Linked DNA regions of Hordeum vulgare: region 1 is linked to region 2. Evidence: chromatin contacts called from public Hi-C data. All regions are on one chromosome and are shown on one strand. The core of a region is the stretch at or near the end of the contact, and the rest is flanking DNA. Distances in the headings are between cores, read along the strand shown. Region 1 has its middle 21 kb from the start of LOC123447380. Region 2 has its middle 21 kb from the start of LOC123449854.

Region 1 (4,143 bases), core at 165-2,664, 370 kb before region 2:
TATGAAAAACCAGACAGAAAAACCATACCTCTTGCGATAAAAAAAGATAGAAACGCGTTTTTCCATTTTCGAGAGACACGACCATTCTGACCGTGCCTCTTGCGAAGGCAAAATCGTGCCTCTCGCGGAAGAAAAGGCAGAAGAAAAACTATGGCTGAAAATAAAAAAAAACATATTTTTTTCGTTTCCGAGAGGAACGGCCATACCTCTCGCGGAAGCAAAACCTTACCTCTCGCAAAAAATTGTCTTTTTTTCAATTTCAAGAGGCATGGTCGTCCCTCTCGCGAACATAAAACCGTTGCTCCAAGGAAAACAAAACAGTGTCTCTTGCAAAAAAACAGAAAATATGTTTTTTCGCTCACAAAAGTGCAACCATGCCTCCCGCGAAAGCAACATCGTGTCTCTCGCGAAAAAACAGAAAGCACGTTAAATCTTTTTCCATCGAAAAGCTAAGAAAGACCGGTGAAAAACTGAAACAATAAAAAAATCAATTTAAAAAGTCAAAAACACGTGCGGAAAATAATAATAAAGAAGAAATCGAAAGGGAACGCTCATAGCGCGACACGTGGCGATAGCTGAGAATGCGCCAAATGGCGGTACGTCGTTGGGAGGGTCCCGATAGAGTGCTAGCTAACTAGTTGTTCCCTCCAAACCCACCTATACATGAGGTCTAGTAGCGGGCTGGTTCATATTTTTCTGTTCGTTTTCTATTTCTGTGTTTTCGACCTGGTTTACTTTATTTAATTTATTTTTATTTTTTTCATTACTTTGTTCTATCTATTTTTTATTTTCAAATCATTAAGTATTTTTCGAAATCTATGAAGTGGTTTTTCAAAATTGAACAATTATTTTGATTTTTTTTATTTTTCTTATTTTAGATATCTATGATGTTATTTTGAACATTTCATGAATTTTTTATTAAATTTTGGGAACATTTTTGCGAAATTAATGAACATTTTTCAAAATCGATGAACAATCATTCAAGCTCATGGTATTTCGAAAATTTGATGATTTTATTTTGTGAATCCGGTTGAAACTGATATTTTTCTTCGAAATTTGATGGTGGTTTTTATTTTTTTATTTTTAAAATATGTCATCCATTTGAAAAATCCTGCACAATTTTCATTAAATTCCATCAATTTTCAAAACAAATCCATCCAATTTGAAACGAGTTCATGAATATTGAACACAATGTTCACATAAAATGAAGACTTCACCAAGTTTGAAAAAGTTCATGTATTTAATGAAAAAAAGAAACAGGAAAGAGAAAAAAGAAGTAAAGAAAAACTTAGTGGAAAACACAGAAAAGACGAACATAAAGAATATGGGCCGGCCGCTACTAGACCTAGCTGCGTCTGCGCCCTATACGTAAACACTTTTAAGCAACGATCCAAAGGGAGATTCTATGCACCGCCGCGGGCGTCTGTTAATGATCCGGCACCTACGGCATTGCTAGAATGGATCGGCCCGTTGGAGTGCTGCCCAGTTTTTTTTTATTTTGCTTATTTAAATAAAAAAAAGGTTCATCCATTTGAAAAAAATCTCATATCTTTGAAAAGGTTCATCAATTTTTAAAAATTTAATCAAGTTCAAAAAAATTTCATTGAAAATGAAATAAGTTCATCAAATTTAGGAAAAGTTCGTTAAATTTTTTAAAAGTCCAATAAATTTGTAAAAAGATCGTAAAATCTCAACAAAAGTTCATGTATTTTAAAAAAATGTCATTGAACTGAAAAAAGTTCATCCATTTTCAAAAATATGTTCATCAAAATTTTAAAAAAGTTCATCTATATTGAAATAAGTCTATCAATCTTAAAAAACACTTTATGAAATTTAAAAAAAGTTCATAAATAATTAAATAAGTTCATGTAATTTTTAAAACAAATGTCAAATGGCATCTAGATAAGCCAGGCCATTTACGAACGCCACAATCGTCAGTTTACAAAAATGCACGTTAACTAACGCGTGTGACGCCAAATAGAAAGTGCGCAATCTAAAGCTGAACCTCTCACAGAGGGCAAGCCCACGAATGTACACACATGTGTGTTCGCCCTTCAATAAGCATAAGTATCACTACTGGATGCCAATCTGGGTCGAACAGGAGAGGCTCCTTTTGAAAGTTGTGGCAATTGGATGGCGCACTCTACCGCGTGCGATTTGTTTCTCGTTGGGTTTTTAGTAGGTTTTCTCCAAAACTCTTGTTGTAGTCTTTTACGGAGCTAGGTGGTTAAGATCCTATTAAAACATAAAATACTATCTTTGTACTAAAATAAGTATCTCAAGTTTAGTATTATATTAAAGCTACTATTAAGTTAAGACATTTATTTTAAAACGAAGGGAGTAGTATTTATAAAATTGTTCAATATGTGTTTTGACAAAATCTCAGTGTATATTAAAAAGAGTGCACAGTATATAGAAGAAAGTTTAGCACATAATAGAAAAAAATACGTAGTGTGTATTCAAAACTGTCCAATGAATAAGTAAAAATTCCATCTAGTATTAAAAATGTCCAATGTCCTTTGCAAAAATGATTATCGTGTATTCATAAAATCTTCATTGTATTATGGCGCACTCGGTTGCCAGTGGGCACCCAATGGCGTATGTTTGTTTAGGGGTGAGTGAAAATTGGTCAACTGGCCATCTACAGTAAGCCTATGCGTTTGTTGGTATTTTTTCTTATCATGAGCGAACTATTTTATAGAACAAATATTGGTAAAAGTTATATAAATGTTATTAAATAGTAAATTATTTTTTAAAATTTTCCCACTCATTCCAAAAGGTGTACATGAAATTTGAAAAATTCATGTGGATTTCGAATATATTCCTGATTTTATAAAATGTTTGTGAACTTTCAAAATTATGTACAGATCTTATAATCATCACTAGATTAAACCTCTACTTCAACGAAAACTCCACCTCCTACTCCTCATTATCCTACTGACTATAAGTTTTAGTCAACTTGACTAGATAAAGGCTTTCTGCAACTAAAACATGATGTTCACAAATTAGTATTTTTTTCACGAATCTAAGGGATGTTGCTAAATTTAAAACATCTAGTAAAATTTTATTAAAATAAAATTCTATGAATTGAAAAACTATTTACATATTTTAGGATATATTCCAGATTTTTCAAAATTTAAACGATTTTTAAATTATTAATGTTGTTTTTTGGAAAGTAAAAAAAGAATTCTCGAATTAACAATACAAAAATAATAATAATACTAAAATAAGGAAGGTAAAGTAAAAACTAGAAAACCCCTAAAGAACCAAGCAAGGAACCGTCAAAATAAAAAAAAGGTGGAACCCGTTTTGGTCCAGTACATGTATGGCAGAACGAACCGCTACATATGCCAGACCATGGAACGAAAACTTAATATTTCTTTATCTCTATTTTATTTAATTGTAGATCATCGAGTTTTCCTCTCCTTTTCTAGATTTATTTTGTATCTTTTTACTCCACATTAGTATTTTCAGGAAAGACACATTTTTAGTTAATTACTGGGTTTACTTCCCTTTTTTGAAATGCCCAACATTTTTTTTGAACGGTTCTTAATCATATGAACATTTTTAAACACATCATTGTTTTAAATAGATCCATTTATATATATACAATTTGTTTGAAACATATGAAACTATTTTCACGCATATCAAGATTTTAGGAAAACATGAATATTTTAAAACCGTGTGAACACATTTTTAATATTCACAAACATATCTGAATTATATGAACCCCTTTTCAAAAACATACTCCCTTCATTCCATAATATAGTGCGACCTCGTTTTTTGAGATTTAACTTTGATCATAAGTTTAACCAACGTAGCCGATTGCGATGGGAGCAAAAATTATACAATTGAAAACTTCTTTTGAATACAAATTCAGTGATGTAATTTTGGTTCCTGCCGTAGTCGCTCACATTAACTAAATTTATGGTCAAAGTTGAATCTGGAAAAATACGGACCCACTACATTATGGAATGGAGGTACTATTTATCTAAATGTATCAATACTTTTTGTTGGTACACATGAAGGTTTTATTCTAATTTAGAACATTTTTTGGAAACCCCTGAGCTTTTTTAAGACATGGCCACGTTTTGTTAACACGGACATTTTTCAAACATGTTACAAAGAACTTTGAAATGAGAT
Region 2 (3,958 bases), core at 1,166-3,665:
TAGAACTCTCCCTCAACTTCTCCTCTCTCCTTGCTGGATCAAGGAGGAGGAGACGTTACCAGGCTGTACGTGTGTTGAACACGGAGGTGTCGTGGTTCGGCACATAGATCGGAATCCACCGCGATGTGAATCGCTGCGAGTACGACTCCATCAACCGCGTTCATAGTAACGCTTCCGTTTAGCGATCTTCAAAGGTATGAAGATGCTCTACAACCTCTCTCATTGTTGGTTTCTCCATAGATAGATCCTTGCATGGCGTAAGAAATTTTTGAAATTACTACGATCCCTAACAATTCCCCCTTTGTCACACCCGCCCTGACGGCCCCGGCGCACCGACCGCTGCTGCACACGACCGGCAGGTCCTGCGACAAGACCCAACCGCGGGTGGGCCCCGTAGCCGGCCTAAGAGGCTAGCGGTCGGGCCCCACCCCAAATCTTATAGTTACCATTGTACCCCTGGCTTGACTATAAAAGCCACGTCCGTGCCCGCTGAGAGGGGCAGGCTAAAACAGATAGCGACCCCACAACCGTACGTAGCATTCCACCTGAGGCAGCGAGACCGGCAGCTAGCGCTCCGTCTCCCTCCTCACGAACAGCTCAAGGAGCAACCATTGTACTGTGATTACATTATAGTCATCCAAGCAGGATTAGGGGTATTACCTCTCCGGAGGGCCCTGAACCTGGGTAAACCGGTGTCACACGAGTTGCACCTCACCCGCTCACAGACGTCGTCGGGGCCCATCGGCCCCCACCTATGAGTTAAGCCACCCCATGGCATCTGTCCCGGAAATACCACGACACACTCTCTTACAGGATTTGGCTTGGTAGAAGAGGATGATTGGGTGGAAAGGAACTTGAGGAGGCTAGAAATCAAGAATCATATGGTAGGAATGGAATCTCTTGATCTCAACACATGAGTCGGTGGTGTCCTCTCAGAAAATGAGTTGTGGAAGTGTAGTTTCGTTCTGATGGCTCTCTCAAAGAAAAAGTGGTGGTGGAGGGGTATTTATAACCTTCACCGAAAATCCAACCATTACAATATTACTGCACAACGCGGTGACACCGAAGTATAATCTCGGTGGTACCAACTAGTGCAAAAGATTGCCGCTTTTCGTTTTTTGTTGAGACCAAAGGAAACATCTCGGAGAGACCGATTTAGTTCACCTTAAGCATCCCCAAAGACTCGGAGGTTCCGATTGTTTCATCTCGGAGACTCCAAAATTAATGCAATCGACTCCGGCAAGTTGGTCACTGCTTTTCGGTTCCACCGAACGAGGTCTTGGCACCGAGAAGTTAGGCTTTGACTTAGGGGCTCTATCATAGGTGACTCGGTGGCACTGAAAGAGAAACTTCGGTTGGACCGATTAGGCTTTAGGGTTTTTGGACAAAAATTATGTGAGAATGTGGTTGAGGGTTTTTGGTGGAAAATCTCTAAGCACGTGAGCAACCAGATCGTCATCAATACCTCATTCCCTTTTAATAGTATTGGCTTTCCAATGGACTAAATGTGATCAAGATCCTTTTAATAGTATTAACTTTCCTATGAACTCAATGTGATCAAGATCACTTAAAGCAAAATGTAGAGTATTGAAGCTTTTGCCAATATGTCTCCTTTGCATCATAGGGGTTCCACATCACACATCCTAGCCAAGCCAATCATTGAACTTCTCTGAAATGTACTTGAGAGAAACATTAGTTCAATGACATATTAATTACCAAAACCACCAAGGGATTAAATGCACTTTCAGTAGGCCTCTGCGCTACACACCATGAGCACCAGGTGAGGTCCGATGCCACCCATGTTGTGCAGCTGCCCCAAGTTGACCAGGAGGCACCACTGTTGAGCTAACACTGTGCAACCCCGACCGCCCATCGTACCTTTCTATCGCCATGAGGGGCGGTACACTGGTTGCGAACCGTCGCTCCAGAATCCCCCATCCACGAGCAGCCAACCCACGGGGTGAGAGAAGGAAATCCTGCCACCGTTGACCTGCCCAATGGAGTATACCGGCGACGACGGGGGAAAGGGTCAAGAGAAGAGGTGGGAAGGCCGGGGGAGCCACCACCACCACCCGGGTCGTCTAGAGGAAGGAATGACGCGGTTGCCAGGTTAGTGCCCGTTATGAAGAAAAGTAGGGGGGCAATCTTACACCATTGTGTAGTAAATTTTAGAAGTCAAAAGGAGGGATGTGTAGGGTTTTCTTTTTTAACAAAAATGTGTTGGAAAATAAGTAATGCCCTAATTAATATAGCGAGGTAGAGGGATAGAAGCAAAGGGTTTGCCTTCATTTATCATCATTTACATTGGAACATTGCTTTAGTAGGGCCCCGATGGCCGGGACCAAATAATCACCCGTCACTAGTCACGCTAGCCGTAGCCGATCCCTGGTGAGCAAGCCACACAGGGAACAGCTAGCCGTGCCTGGGTACGTGTTGCTTCGACATGCAATGAGAATGCAACAATGGGTAACCCACACTACCGGCCAAGCAAAATTTCGTTTGCCAAGTGACGTACAAGCAGGGGTACATATGTGATTTTTTATGCTAGTACCGGCCTATAATTGGAGTGGAGGGGACCTGAGTACAGGTCAGCCAGCAATGTATCCGTCAGCTAGTGCGCACCACACATCCTCTGATCGGTCGACTTAATCTTCTCCCTGTATCTGTATCTTGTCCTCTCTCCTTTTTGGCGGGGCCTATCTTGTGGTCCGTGTCAATTTGTTTGATAGCAGTCCGTCAATGAATATTTGGCGTTGCCGGCAGACAGCAGAACAACATGACAAGCAAAGTTTATTTTAAACCTTGAATTTAATTATAAAGGTCCCTTACCCTTAAACTATACATTCCGGATTTTAATTAAACCTTGAGACATAAAAACTTTGACGTGGCAAATATCAACGGGATTCGGCTGACTGATGGGCCGTAGTCATAAAAACGCTGATGTTTGCACCCTGAAATATTAAAAATGTGTGCAAGATGATTCAAATCCATAGACTTTTTATTTGAAAACCGTGAACTTTTTTCCAATATCATTTAACTTTTCCTGAATCCGTGAATTCTTTTTATTCAAATTTTGTCAACTTTGTTTTATAGTTGTTGGACTCTTTTCTGTGAACCTTTTTCAATTGATGAGGTTTTTTCAAAATCAATGAAATTTTACCATATTCATGAACGTTTTTTTTTAAACAATGAACTATATATCATGGACACATTTCTTAAATATGTAAACATTTTATTAATTTGACAAGCATTTTTTGATTGTACAGGCATTTTATAAAAACAAATACGATCACATTTTATATACTACGCTGCCTCGCCTCCGCACGCTCATCCCGTGCGCTGCCTCGCCCCGATCCTGCCGGCCCAGCATGCCCGCCCATGTCGCTCCGCTACCGCCGGCTCAGCGCACCTGCGCACGTCGCCGCCGCCGCTGCCTACTGATGACGACACTACCACCAGTGGCCCTGTGTGATTGCCCGCGCGCGGCGTTCGGCTTCGGCTCGCTGCTGCCGACGTACGTGCATCATGGCTGGCTGCTGCCTGCGTACGTGCGTGCATGCAGGAGGTATGGTCGGCTGCTGCCTGCGTACGTACGTGCATGGCCGGTCGGGTGCACTACGTACGTGCGTGCGTGCCTGGCCGCCTGCATGGCACATCAAAAAATATAAAAATATAAATTAAAACAAAAAAAAATAACCAACGAACTAGGTTGTTGGGTTCGAAATAATCAGCAAACTAGACGGGTCTAGACTTTTTCCCGCGCGCCAGCACAACTAACCCCAGTCCGTTGTTCGAAAAAAACAATCCCGGACATCCTTTGCAATCCCGGTTTGACAAACAATCCCAGGGTTCGATTTAGACCGGGATTGTATAGTTCAGGGTGCAAACGACAGGGATTTGGACTTGAGGGTTTGATTCGCCGAACTTCTACGAGTTCAGGGTTTAAAATGGACTTTTT

What was found. Hi-C and Micro-C count contacts between places; a contact is called where the count stands out from the background.
Region 1: a contact with region 2 is called in a Hi-C map of leaf, with 2.9 times the contacts expected there. The contact joins two enhancer-like sites. A contact is called at or near these places in 2 of 6 Hi-C or Micro-C datasets (leaf and seedling).

What each region holds. Positions count from the first base shown.
Region 1 is chr4H:592,803,067-592,807,209 of MorexV3_pseudomolecules_assembly, reverse strand. No RefSeq gene overlaps it. Among protein-coding and RNA genes, the nearest start is that of LOC123447380, 21 kb to the right of the region's middle. Within about 2 kb of position 1,414, at least 2 of the 3 cell types and tissues checked have open chromatin away from gene starts, as enhancers often do. A contact at or near this core is called in leaf, where this site is marked.
Region 2 is chr4H:592,432,893-592,436,850 of MorexV3_pseudomolecules_assembly, reverse strand. No RefSeq gene overlaps it. Among protein-coding and RNA genes, the nearest start is that of LOC123449854, 21 kb to the right of the region's middle. Within about 2 kb of position 2,415, at least 3 of the 3 cell types and tissues checked have open chromatin away from gene starts, as enhancers often do. A contact at or near this core is called in leaf, where this site is marked.